Regions from separate parts of the Anser cygnoides genome. Here region 1 is linked to region 2. The links are chromatin contacts, called in public Hi-C maps. All regions are on one chromosome and are shown on one strand. Each heading gives the region's core, a stretch centred on a gene start, on an enhancer-like site or on the middle of the called end of the contact. The rest is flanking DNA. Distances are from core to core; before and after follow the strand shown. Region 1 overlaps CDCP1 (CUB domain containing protein 1). Region 2 holds the start of TMEM158 (transmembrane protein 158).

Evidence for each region. Hi-C and Micro-C count contacts between places; a contact is called where the count stands out from the background.
Region 1: a contact with region 2 is called in a Hi-C map of liver, with 14 times the contacts expected there. The contact joins the enhancer-like site here to the promoter of TMEM158 in region 2. A contact is called at or near these places in 2 of 7 Hi-C or Micro-C datasets (both in liver).

Annotation. Positions count from the first base shown.
Region 1 is chr2:47,092,629-47,099,311 of Taihu_goose_T2T_genome, forward strand. It overlaps CDCP1 (CUB domain containing protein 1), which reads left to right. Exons shown (of 9, transcript XM_048075865.2): 5 at 2,448-2,675; 6 at 3,433-3,813; 7 at 4,272-4,637; 8 at 5,885-5,966. Among named protein-coding and RNA genes, the nearest start is that of CDCP1, 22 kb to the left of the region's middle. Within about 2 kb of position 2,288, at least 2 of the 3 cell types and tissues checked have open chromatin away from gene starts, as enhancers often do. A contact at or near this core is called in liver, where this site is marked.
Region 2 is chr2:47,028,065-47,034,345 of Taihu_goose_T2T_genome, forward strand. TMEM158 (transmembrane protein 158) reads left to right here and starts at 3,442. Exons shown (of 1, transcript XM_048075842.2): 1 at 3,442-6,270. The coding sequence starts at 3,605. The coding sequence ends at 4,570.

The DNA.
Region 1 (6,683 bases), core at 1,038-3,537, 63 kb after region 2:
TCATCTAGTCCAGCTCCTTGCTGCCTACTAGAACAGGTTGTCCAGGACTGTGTCTGGTCGGCTTTTGAGTATCTTCTTAAACAAGGGCTCTTACAACCTGTCTGAGAAGTCTGTTCCAGTGTCTGAACATGCACATGTTCATTTTTTTCTTATGTTTAAGTGGAACTTCTTGTATTTCTGTTTGTTCTCACTGTCTCTTACCCTCTAACCGAGTCTGGCTGCACGTTGTTTGCATGTGTACATGCATGTCCTCCTGAGCCTCCTTTTCTTCAGGCTACATAGTCCCGGCTCTCTCCATCTCTTCTCCTATGACAGATACTTCAATCCCTTAAGCATCGTCGTGGCTCTTTGCTGGCCTTACTCCAGTACATACATGTCTCTCCTGTACTGGGGAGCCCAGAACCTGACCCAGCACTCCAGGTGTCTCACCAGTGATTTGGCAGAGGGGGTCTCACCTCTCTCCACTTGCTCTGTTTTCTTTCTAGCACGGCCTAGGAGGCTGTTGGCTGTCTTTGCCACACCGACACACTGCTGGCTTGTATTCCACTTGATGTCCACCAGGACCCCCAGGTCTTTCTGTGAAGCTGCTTTCCAGCTGGTCTGCCCTGAGTCCTCCTGCTTGTGCTAACTTGTTGTGAGGGTACGCTCTGTCCTCTCGTCAGTCAGTAAGGAAAATATTAGGCAGCTTTGGCCTCAGTGTCAACCCCTAGGGTAGACCGCTAATGACTGTCCTCCAGATGGACTTTGAGCTGCTGATCACAAGCCTTTTGAGGTCAGCAGTTGAGCCAGTTTGTGTACACCTCGCTGCCCACTTAACTAGCGTATACTTATCAGTGTGTCTGAGAGGGCGTTACAGAAGATGGTCTCAAAAGCCTTGCTAAAATTGATTTGAACAGCACCCACTGCTCTTGCCTCACCTTAAGCCAGCCCTGTCATTCTAGAGGGGTGTCAGATTTTTCAAGCATGTTTTTCCCTTCATAAATGCTTGCTGACCTAATCCTGATCACCTTCTAGTCCTTCATGTGCTTGGAAGTGGTTTCCAGGGTTCTGTCCTGTTGCCTTCCTGGGGTTTGTGATGAAAATATCAAGGCACTTTCTGAGTTTACTTTCTGAGCTTTTGGGAGCACAGCCAAATACATCCCTAGAGTATTTGCTGTCCTGTAAAGGATCAACATCCTGCTATTAACTGATTTTAAGATCTGTGGAGAATGTTCCCCATAAATGTCCTATACTCCCAGGTGTTTGAGAAGCTTCTTAAATGCCTGGGGACATGCCTCCTTAAGGAGATCTTTCCAAGCTGATCAAGAGAGGCTGTCAGGGATGATGTTTGCTGTGTGAACGTGGGCACTCTGAGCTACTTGGGTACCTTGGATCCAGCGAGCTCGGATGGTATTGCAGGGCTTCCTGCATGATCTCATGTGTGGTGGTGTATGGGGAACAGGGGTGGATTGCAAGAGGGCTGGTGACTAGAATCGAGGAAGGGGACGGCATTCTTTACTTTTCATGGTTAGCTCTGCTAGCTCGTAGGTTTGCTTTTTACAGCTAGTCAGAAAATATTTCTGGAAGATCACTGTTGGGCAGTTAAATGGAAGGGCAGTGGGGTAGATCAGTCATGCCACTGAGGGAAACCAAACCGTCTGTCAAGGCTTGATCCTTAGCCTTCCTGCCAGCACAGAGACAGACTTTGTTAATTTGAGGCATCTCTGTGTGTTTTTAACTGCCAAACAGAAAAAGGCTTTGGGGAAGTGTCTTTGAAAGCTCCAGTGACCTTCGTAATGACCATCAGCACTTTTGATGAAGTAGAATACTTGACAGTTTTTTCCCTTTTGAACCATATTGGCACTTGTTTAAATTAGCTTAATCTTTAACTTGACTGTGGACAACCAGATGTACAAATCGCTGTTTTTGGACAATTTTCTTCAGCTTTGCTCTAAAAAAAATTAAATACCGCTCCACCCACACCTCCAGGAAAAAAAAAAAAGTTATCGGAGGTGGAAATCTTGCATTAAATTCAGAATTTGAGAACTGGGAAACTTTTTTCTGATCAGCTGTTGTGTCACCAGTAAAACTGACTCTGAAAGGAATACAAGGAACCTATCACGGAAAACAAATCTAACGTAGTCAGCTGAGCTCCATAGTGAACTATTTGCATTGTAACCTAACCTGTTCAAAAGGGATTAGCATACGTTATCGTGTTACGGCTGAAAAGTGGTAGGGAAGTGGGGTTTGTGTGTGGAAGGGCTCAAACTTCTCAATTAGAAGAGTAATATGATATTATTTGAGTTTGTATTACACTAGTGGGAAAAAGTAAATAATGTTTTCTTAGCTAATGTAGAAATAGCTTTAACATCTGCTTGTCTAATGGGGTGAGAAGAGATGGAGGAAATTCTGCTTCACACCACGCTTCTTGCCAGTAATTGCTCTGAGATGTTTGTTTTTCGTTGCAGATGTCACCCATTTGGTTGACCTCAGCAAGGAGCGGAATATGACTGTAACGATACACTTTGAAGGCTGGCCCAGTCGAGTCCCGCTCATGTCTGAACCGATATGCCTGATCTGCAAGGATCCTCGCACCTGTGACCGTGTTCTGACGCTGGTCTCTGGCGCCATCTACAAGATCTCCTTTCTGTGCAAGGACTTGTCCCACCTGAGGATCACAGCTGAAAAGGGCATAAGTATGACACAAGTGGCTCAATGTTGTTTCCTAGAAAATGCTTCCGCCTGCTTTTCCACAGCGGTCAGCCAAACCTTGTCTCTCTTGCTTTAAATAGTGGGTGGATGGAAATTTGGCTTTGAACAGCTGGGGGATGGTACAACGAATCTGGAGATGACCTTATTGGTCACTGCAGCATCCTACCTTTTAAAAATAGAAACTGCATAACTATTCCTAGAAGGGAAATGACAAAAGGCAGAGAAGAATATTCTTACTGAAAACTGCAAAATATGGAAACAGAACAGGAGAGCCATAAATCTGCCCATGAAAATGTGGGACCAAGGTGGCCATCAGGAATGTGTCTTGTGCCGTTTGCATATCCATTTGGTGCAGAATTTTCACAAATGCTTTCAAATACTAGAAGAAGAGTTTAAAGGTATAGATCTGGACTTTAGTGAGTTGGCAACTGTCTCAATAAGCAGATAGTGTAGCAAAAGTAATTTATTGAGTGAGGAATTTTGCATACGTTTGTATTTGTCAGTTCCATTGATGTCCTGTGTCATTTTAAGGAAAGCTCTTAAACTACAAACCATGCATATTTTGGTAAAGGTTAATAATAGAGGACACCTTCTCAGGTAAATACTTACCTGGATCTGTAACACAAATCTGACAGGACTCTGTATATGTATACTGTAGTACACTAGAAAAATTGCTTTTCCTAGGGATTTCCTCTGCAAGAAAAAGAGAACAACCATTGTGGTTTGTTTTTGTGATTGCAGGCTGTGTAGATCTCCGGTGGTGTCAGAAGAAGATCCATGCCCTTTCGGTGCCCAAGGCTATTACCCAATTGCCAGTTCTGCTGCATAAATTTATTTGGAAGCTCATAGCTCCCGAAGTGATAAATGTAGAAATTACATCTCCGTCCTTGAAACTGCAGCAGCACCTTCCAGAGCAGAGGTGTAACACGAGCTACAGTTACAGCATTGTTAGTGCCACCCCAGAGATGGACTTGAACGTTGGTATATTCTGTCCTGGTGGAGCCATTGAAAAGATACAGCTGAGGAACAATATCACCATATCCTTAAAAACATTTGGTAAAGGTTTTTTCAATGATTCTAATCATCAGGATCTGCAAATGTCTTTTGTGCCACATATTAAAGGTAAATTATTGTTTTGTACATCTTTCCCCATTGTTAGATATTTCAGGACATTTATTAGAACACATTAATACGTAGAAATGATAGTTCAGATCTTTAGAGTCTAGACCTGGAGCTACTGCTTGGACCAGTCTTTATCTGAATCACTGAGGTAGTTTATTGCTGAAAGAAGGGAAGAGCTTTGCGATCCAGATGGTTGGTAGACAGTTGTGGGAAATTCTGCAGATATATCCGTGAGAATTGTGAATACTGATATAGAAGAGATGATAGCTGAGTTGTATTGCTGGTACTGAGATGTAATTTGACAGTAGAAATTTGCTGGTCATGGGTATAAGTGATACTTTTTTGTTATAGAGAAGAGAGCCTAGACAATTTTACATGCTGAAACAGAAAGCTTTTTTAAAAAAAAGGTTTTGAAACTAAATAAGTTTTCATTCCTGTATTCGTTTGCTTTACTACAGATGAGTGTACTTTCACTGTGAGCCCAGATCCAAAAGCTAAAATTTACTTGCAGAGTCCCAACTCACCTTATGGTCTACCTCCTTATGTCTCCATATCCTGGTATGTCATTGTGCCCAGCAAGCAAGTTGCCCGCCTGGGGTTCTCCAAGGACCGCATGGGCATTGCCTGCGAGACGGGGCGTGCCTACGTCAACATAAAGGAACAGACACCTGGGGCAGAGGAAACCGTGCGCCGCGAGGATGAGCTCCTGCCTGAGCCCCGAAATATGCACCACAACTTCTGGGTAAACGTCTCCAACTGTAAACCTGTAGACAAAATGCAACTGACCTTGCAATTCTGGGTGACCTTGGCTGAAAAACAGATAGGTGAGTTCTGGAAGTTTGTTGTGGCTTGCTTTACGCTTGTTTAGTTTCTTTCCGTTGGGGGAGCAATAATGCACACTGCTCTGCATGCCTTGGGTTTTATGAGATGCCTGCTTTCTGAAATGTCTGTCCCATCAAAACCTTTTGGAAGTTACAACAGAGTACTTTTAGGGACTGGGGAGAAAGGAGGGTTTTTAATGCGGTGGAGATTTGACTTTTATAGCTGAGGGGGACTGAGACTCGGTGGTTGGTAGTTTGGTTTTTATTTGCTTGTTTAGTTTTTGTTTTTCTTTCATTTAATATAGCTTTTTGAATGAGAGATCACAGCCAGAAGGTATAGAAAGATCAAGTGATGATTTTTCCCTCCCAAGGTCACAGACCTGGTGAACAGCTTAGAATTTGATTATGCAACCTTATTCATCTAAGTAGTCTTTGCTTAGTGTTAGCAGTGCAGTTACTCTGTTTTCACATGAATAAGAAATAATCCTTGGGGCGGGTCTCCCTGTTCAGTGGAGAGTGCCCTGACTGCTAACAGCAAAATCTGCGTTCTTGTTAAATTTCATCTCTCTGAAATGTATCGTTAAAAAACAGAAAGGCATTTTGGGGGTAGGCTTTGCTCAGATGCATGTAAGTTTGCTTCATGTTTGCACTTCTGCATCATCTGTAAAGTATTGGCTACACAAGCTAGACCAGAAACTGTATCAAATGACTTTTTCCTTTCTTTTTTTTTTGTAATGTATACTTCTTTTAAAACATAGAGCACTTTTCTTTGCTCACACATGGACTTTCCTGATCAATTTTATGACTCTTTGAAAACCCCAAGTCAATATAACTCTTGTATTTTGGGGAAAGGATTGTATTGAGGGGAAGTTGGTAAAAGTAACTATTTCCTTTGGAGAGAGATAGGCAAGTATTCATACTTTCTTCTCTTTCCTGCATGCTGAGCCAGAAGTTTGAGAGATTGCAGGTAAGTTTAACAGCACATGAGCTGCATCAAATTCTTGCACCAAGGGCTAACAGTCTGGCAGAGAGAGGGTTGGTTGTTTTTGTGGCTGTGGTCCATTGCTAGCAGCAGGAGTTTGTCGTTGCTTGGCCGCCAACCTCTTGGAATTTGCTTGTGTTACCTGTATGCACGCGGATCTCCTCCTCTGCATGCAACTGATACACATGGAAAACTGTTGAGGAGGTTCAAACCCAACCAGCTTTTAGGAGAAAGCTCAGTGTTCTTGTACCTTGTTGTCTGTTTGCAGATCTAGCAGCGATACTTGCTGTGCTGGCTGGGGCTGGAGTTCTTGCAGCTATTGGACTCACTGTGTGCTGTGTTAAGAAGAAGTAAGTTCATAATTCAGCATGTGTGTAGTTTCAGGTTTAAGAAGGTGTTGTGGGAGAGCATCTGGGCCCACGATTTCATGTTGTTGGCACAGATCCCTCAAACAAGGGTCTGAAGCATGATATAAGCAATGTATTTGGTGTTGGAGTGGTGCAACTCCAAGAATGCTGCTTTATTCTAAACCAATTTTCTTAGAGTAGAGCAGTGTTCCTGGGGTCACAGTACTTCAGTACCAGTGTGTTGTCTGGCTCTGCCTTGAAACAAGCCTCTGGCTGTACTGGAAGTGAGGTATCAGTTGGACTTCATCAGTGATTAACGTGAAAGGAAATCACAATGAATGTGGTTGCTCAGTATGTGACTGTAGACAAGACGTTGTTAAAACAAGCTGTAAGCTCACTCAGGTATCTTAAGACCTATCTTTCACCTACACAACCTCCAGCAATTTCTTCTGGAGTTTATGCATCAAGCAGGAGAAATTTTTTATGAGATGAGCCCTTGGGGAGAAAACTCGATTTTGCAAAGCCAACACACACAGCTTTATTCATGCAAGCACAGTCTGAAGCCATCAATAGTTTCGTTTCTGATACTCGTGCTCAGTGCTGGCACACAGGTAGTTTGGTCATGAATCTGTAAAGCTGGAATGAATTTGTGCAATATAATGATTAGAGCAGTTATGGGCACAATTCTCTGTCTCACAGGAAAGGCTTTAAGAATACAGG
Region 2 (6,281 bases), core at 2,192-4,691:
TGAGAACGCTGATCAAGGAGGAGGAAAGGATAGACTGTGCTCACAATCAAAGTAGCACATCAATGGGCAATAAGGAAACATTCCTTAGCTCCTTGCTCAACCAGCAATCCACTGATTCTCAACCACTGCTCAAAGAGTATATTCTGCCATAAGATTAGCTCACTCACTTTGCTGCTCTGATATTCTCCCCCTACGTCAGCTATGAAACCATTAGCCAACCAAGACTTCGAAGTCATATCACAGAAACATTTTTCCTCCGCTGGGTATAAGTATCTCTCTCAGAACAATCCCCAGGATGATTGGATCCAACTCCTTTCACAGAACTGAAACTGCTCTTTTCTGAGAGGAGTCAAGTACCAACTTCTTTTCCTGACCCTGCCTCCCTCTTCAGCTGTTGACTGGGAAACTCTCCTTATTTACCTGGCATTTTCAGAAATTGGTAATGCATTGCTATACTTAGTTGCTCCTAACATCTTTTTCCCTGCAATTGACAGTCGGTGTCTTTCCACTGAAAAATACCTCTGTTATGGCTGCGTATCCAATTCTTTACTGCACTGCTTTCCCTTCTTCTCTCCCACATGCAACTTTCAGAAATTACAACCTCAAAATGGCATCCTTTATAAAGAAAAGTTCCACAGCTGTTCCTTTTCCTCAGTGTAGATCAGCATAAGTTGGCTGAATTGAGGATCACAAGCTTTTGAGTTGAACGAAGTTACGGATTTGCTTCTGGAATCTATACCTGTTTACGGTCAGTTTCCACCAGCTGCAATGAGACTTTAGGCTCTAAAACAGTAGCCTCATGAGTTGCAGTTTTAATGGCACTTGGGCAGAAATACTTATTCTTGATTTAATTTTACTTAAAATATTTCACAAGCAATGCTTTAATAAAAACGCTTCTTAGAAGTGTCATTAAAATGACTCTTAAAGACTCTGATTGTCCTTTACTATTAGTCTTCATCCTCCCAGCAGCTCTGCACTGTGTCACATGAAACTCCTACTCTCTTGTTACTTTATTATTCCCTTCTAGGATTTTAACATTATAGCCCACTTCACACCTCCTCTACCATGCTGACAAATGCTACTGTGACCTATGGTGCAAATCGCACTTCTAGTTATAACCAGAGCATCAAACCCGCAAAATCTACAACATGATCCGTCTCTGACTTGGTCATCCCCTGATTTCTTTATGCTTCAGCATCCCCAGCCGTAAAAGAACTTTGTTCTTTGAGATTTATGGCTGAAAACCACAGAACAGAGCTATCTATTAGTGCTATTTATAAGGAGTTTTCAAGTGTGCTGCAGCCTCTTTGGATGACTGAAACCATGCCAAGATTAATTATATCTGACAGATCTAATAATGAAATATTTGTGAAAGGTCCTGCTGGACAGGGGCTATCAACCAACGATCTAACTAACATACTTTCTTCTTGTTGTATCCACTTGCTTAATTACTCCTTTATGAAGAGGAATAGATATGAGGCACCGTCTCCAACCTCAGACAAACTGCCCTCTTTCAGTTCTTTGCTAAGGTAGTCTAAATGATGCTAAACTGTTGATTTAGCATTCCTGTGGCAGGTTATTTTTTTTTTTTTTTTTTTTTTCAGGAAAAGGAACAGCTCAGCTCTCTGTCCCCAAACCTCTTTGCAACTAGCCCTTACTGCATTCAGCTGGGTGCTGGGAGTTCAGACCAAAAGAGCTGAAACTGCTGGAGAACATTTGCCACTCACACACTGCAAGTGTTCAGGAGCTAATCCTATTTATGAAGTTTTGCTTCATTTCCAGTCCTTTGCACCAAAATCCCAATGCAATGCAATTTGTACACAGGAGTGACTGCATGGTTTTGGCATTATTTGCTACATGCTAGCCCTCTCTTTATCTGTTTTTGGGTCTGCAGACACACTACAACAGAAGCGCTGACAGCCACACAAATTCACAGGACTGTGTATATGACAAAGGGCATCAAAAGATGCATGTACGGGTACATTCAGGTGACAAAAGTATCAGAGAACTCTTGAATAAAAGACATTGAAATAGAACTGGAAATTGTATTAATGGTATTGTAACATCTGAGCAAAAGCCCACTGGAATCGGACAGCTTGCTTTGAACGCTTCATCAGGCATGTTTCTCTGTAATAACCCAAACTAAAAACCTAGCCAAACAATAAACATCTGGTAGACAATACCCTTTGGACTAATTTGGGATCAAATACAAATTCATTTGGTGCTCAGGTCTCTTTTGAATAGAAAGCAATCAACTTTGGGTTTTGTCATGATATATTAGGCAAGGCTTTGGAGAGAAAACTGATTCACTACATTCATTCATGTGAAATTATAGCAAATCTAAAATTTACTCCCTACCCGCATTCACTACCCTCACTCAGCTGAAATAGTTGAGGCTAATATTACAGTAAATCATTTTTCAAGTGAGAACATGTCCATGTGTCACTTCACTGTGACTCTGACATGGGATCAATGCCAACCTCGAAGGAGCGCCTTGTGGAGTTTACATAAATTGTCCCATATATACTTGGGAAAGCCTAGTTTTTGTATTTATGTCTCCATTTACTGACTGTCTAAGCAAAGGCTGCAAAAGCGAAGACTCACAGTCCTGGATACTTGCCAGGAAAATGTAACTCTAGCCCACCCTCTGCCCAAGGTAAAGGCTAAGAAACGTTCATTTGTGTCATATCAGCTGTGTCTCTTCCCAAGGCTCCGAGCGTCGAGCTGCAGCACAGCCAGCCTCAGGCTGTGTCAAGAGTAATACAGCCAGCACAGCCGCGACATAAGCGGGGGTACCTAGCTTGATTACAAACTCTCCTGATTATAAAGCAGCCTCTTGAAAAATTCATAGGAGTCTCACAGCTAACGCGCTTGGTAGCTCCGCGCTGCTTGCAACAAGCTCCCGTGTTTAAGCCTTTGCTACGGGGGTGCCAGACGGGGGGATGTGACTCCGGGAGCGCGCCTCAGCCCGGCGGCGGGGGTGAGCCCGGACCTGCAGGGCGCCCCGGGAGGGGTGCAGACACTGCGCTGTGTCTGACAGGAAAAAAACCCTCGCTCCGCGTTTCTCCCCCAGCCCCCGTCGCTATAAGGCCGGAAAGGGTGTAAAGTCGATTCCTGGCTGCGACCCCTTCCCACTCGCGGCCCCCCACAGCCTCTTTCCCTCGGGGCCGGGCGAGGCGGCAGGGCGGCGGGCAGCGGGCCGGGGCCGCCCTCCGCTCGCTCCCCGCGGTGACGGGGCGCCCACCGCAACCCCCCGGTGCTGCGGGGGCGGCGGCGGAGCGGGGGGCTCGGGCGGGGGCCGCACTCGGGGGGCAGCAGGAGCAGCTCCGGGAGCTGCCGGGCCGGGCTGTGCCGGGCCGGGGGCGGAGGAGGCGGGGAGGGGGAGCCGCTGCCGTCACCGAGGCTCCCGGCTCGCTCGCCCCGCCGCCGCGGCAGCCCCAGCCCCGCTCCCACCCCCTCGCCTGCCCCCACCCTCCTTCCCTCTCCGTCTCTCTCTCTGTCGGCGAGAGCGGTGTGCTGCTCTTCCCAGATGGCAGCCGGCAGCGCCATGCAGCCTCCCGCTCCTCCTCCTCCTCGCCCTCCTCTCCGGCTCTAAGTCAATGCCATGCTGCCGCTGCTCCTCCCGGCACTGCTGGCCGCCTGCCTGCCACCCTGCCAGGGCTGGAGCCCCTCGGCGGCTGCCGGCGGGCAGGAGGAGCAGGAGCAAGAGCTCTTCTTGCCCCCCGCCAACTCCTCCTCCCGCTCCTTGGCCGGCCTCGAGATGGACCTGGACGGGGCAACGAGCAAGGAGGAAGGCAGCACCGCCAGCCCGGGCACGCCGGCTGCCGCTAGCCAAGAGCCTTTCCCTTCTGCTCCCACCTCCTCCGGGCAGCAGCAACAGCAGCAGCAGCAGCAGCAGCAGCGGCCCCAGCCGCAGGGGCAGCCGCAGCCCGCCGAGGACCCGCACTGCAATATCAGCGTGCAGCGGCAGATGCTGAGCTCGCTGCTGGTGCGCTGGAGCCGCCCGCTGGGCATCCAGTGCGACCTCCTGCTCTTCTCCACCAACAGCCACGGGCGGGCCTTCTTCTCCGCCGCCTTCCACCGCGTGGGGCCGCCGCTGCTCATCGAGCACCTGGGGCTGGCGGCCGGCGGCGCCCAGCAGGACTTGCGCCTCTGCGTGGGCTGCAGCTGGGTGCGGGGCAGGAGGGTCGGGCGGCTGCGGGGCGCCGCGCCTCAGCCCCCTGCCGCCTCCTCTTCGTCCTCCTCATCCTCCTCCTCCTCCTCGTCGTCGTCGTCGCTCTCCTACCCGCCGGCGGCGGAGCCCGGCCAGTACTGGCTGCAGGGCGAGCCGCTGAATTTCTGCTGCCTGGATTTCAGCCTGGAGGAGCTGAAGGGGGAGCCGGGCTGGCGGATGAACCGTAAGCCCATCGAGTCCACCCTGGTGGCTTGTTTCATGACTCTGGTCATCATCGTGTGGAGCGTGGCCGCCCTCATCTGGCCGGTGCCCATCATCGCCGGCTTCCTGCCCAACGGCATGGAGCAGCGCCGCAGCACCAGCACCGCCGCCACCGCCGCCGCCGCCGCCAAGTAGCCTCGCCCGGCGTCCCCTTCCCTCCCTCGTCGTGTGCTGCCGAGGGGCGCGGGCGGCCGCCCCCCGCCGGGCCGGGCCGTGTCGCGCTGCCCCTGCCGTGTTTTTTATGTTTTAAAGCGTCTTAAAGGTGTGCTGCGGGGCGCGAGCGGCCGCTGGGCGCGAACGGCCGTTGGGCACCGGCCGACCGTTGGGCGCCAACGGGCCCCGCCTGAGGGGAGCGGCCTCTCCGCGCCCCTCGGCCCCGCCGCCGGAGACGACCAGATCCTGTGTGCTCGTTTTCTACCTTTAATACCCGTTTTAAACGAACCTTTTAGTAAAAAAGAAAGAAAAAAAAAAGCCCCCCCCCCAAAAAAAAATATTTAAACGTGGAAAATAAAATACCCACCCGTTCAACCGCATTCGTTGTAGTCAGCAGCTTTTTTGTATATGAATACAGTCCGAGCGAGTTTTTTTCTTTATTTACCAAAATAAGTCTCTCTTTTTGGCGGGATCTAGAATGAAACAGTCTGTATATTGTAATTGCCGAAGTTGAACTTTAACGAACCTTTTACACTGTATTTACACTGTTGAGATAGTGTGTAATTATTGTAGCTCCACGTTACTTGGCTTTTAATACAGAGGTTTTCTTTCTGGAGCCTCCTTAGCCTTTTGTGGGTCTGTTTCTGCCAGGCTGGACAGGAAGGTTCAGCCGACCTCCCCATCTCCAAGCTGGCCACGAAGCTCGTCTTTCCGTGCGAGAGGATGTTACCGGGGTTGTTGGTGGAAAAGGGGAATGACAAGCCCTTCCCAAATGGTGTTTGTTCTATTCTTGGAGTAGATTTAAGTCTGTATGCCTATCTGGGATGAGGTGAGGTGGGATGCAGAACATCTGCATCCTCAAAAGGTGTTTGCTTAGCACAGCTCCAGGACTATGGCTTTCTTGTCGGTTTGAGGTCGAGTGGCTCCGATCCTGGGAAGATCAGGCCTGCTCTTTGAGATGTATTAAGAGGAGCACAGTGGCGATTTTCTGACTTCCACAAGAACATTCCTCAAAAACAGCTCAGCCCCAGCATATTTGTTGAAGACGTGGTAATACTGTACCGCTTTTTCATCTACAAGTCCATAGGGCTGCTCACAGGTTGCCTGTGGGGTGGAGGGAGGGGCGGAACTGCAGGTCCACAGCTAGATTACAGCCGCCACTGTGCAAGTGAGCAAGAAAGAAAGGTTTGCAAGATTTCTTCTTTCCTGTCCAAGCAGACAGTTGCATAGCCTGAAATACCACTCGGTGTATCCTTGCAACTCTTTAGCCTTATAAGAAGTTGTTTCTTTTGCCTTAGACACTATTAGTCCAGCTGAAGTTTCTGAAACCAAAATGTAAGCTAAGTGAGAAAGGTTTGCAATAGGAATTCTCATTCCTTTGTCAACATCAATGTATTTAATTTGTTAGGAACACATAAACTCACTTGAAGGCTAATTTGATGTATTTGTAATGTTGTTTTGTTCCCCATGTTTTGGTGGAAATGACTGGATGAAAGGTCTGGAAAGATTAAATTTTTAGGATTCTGTAGCTCAAGGACTTTTTTCTTATTCTTTTTTTATTTGAGAACCAAATAAAAAAATGCATGCTCTATGTGTATACTGTCTGGAAGAAAACACAGACAGAAACAGATTGGTAAACAGCATAAATAAATTAAATCAAGATTTTAAAATCTTACATGTTACTGGGCTACCT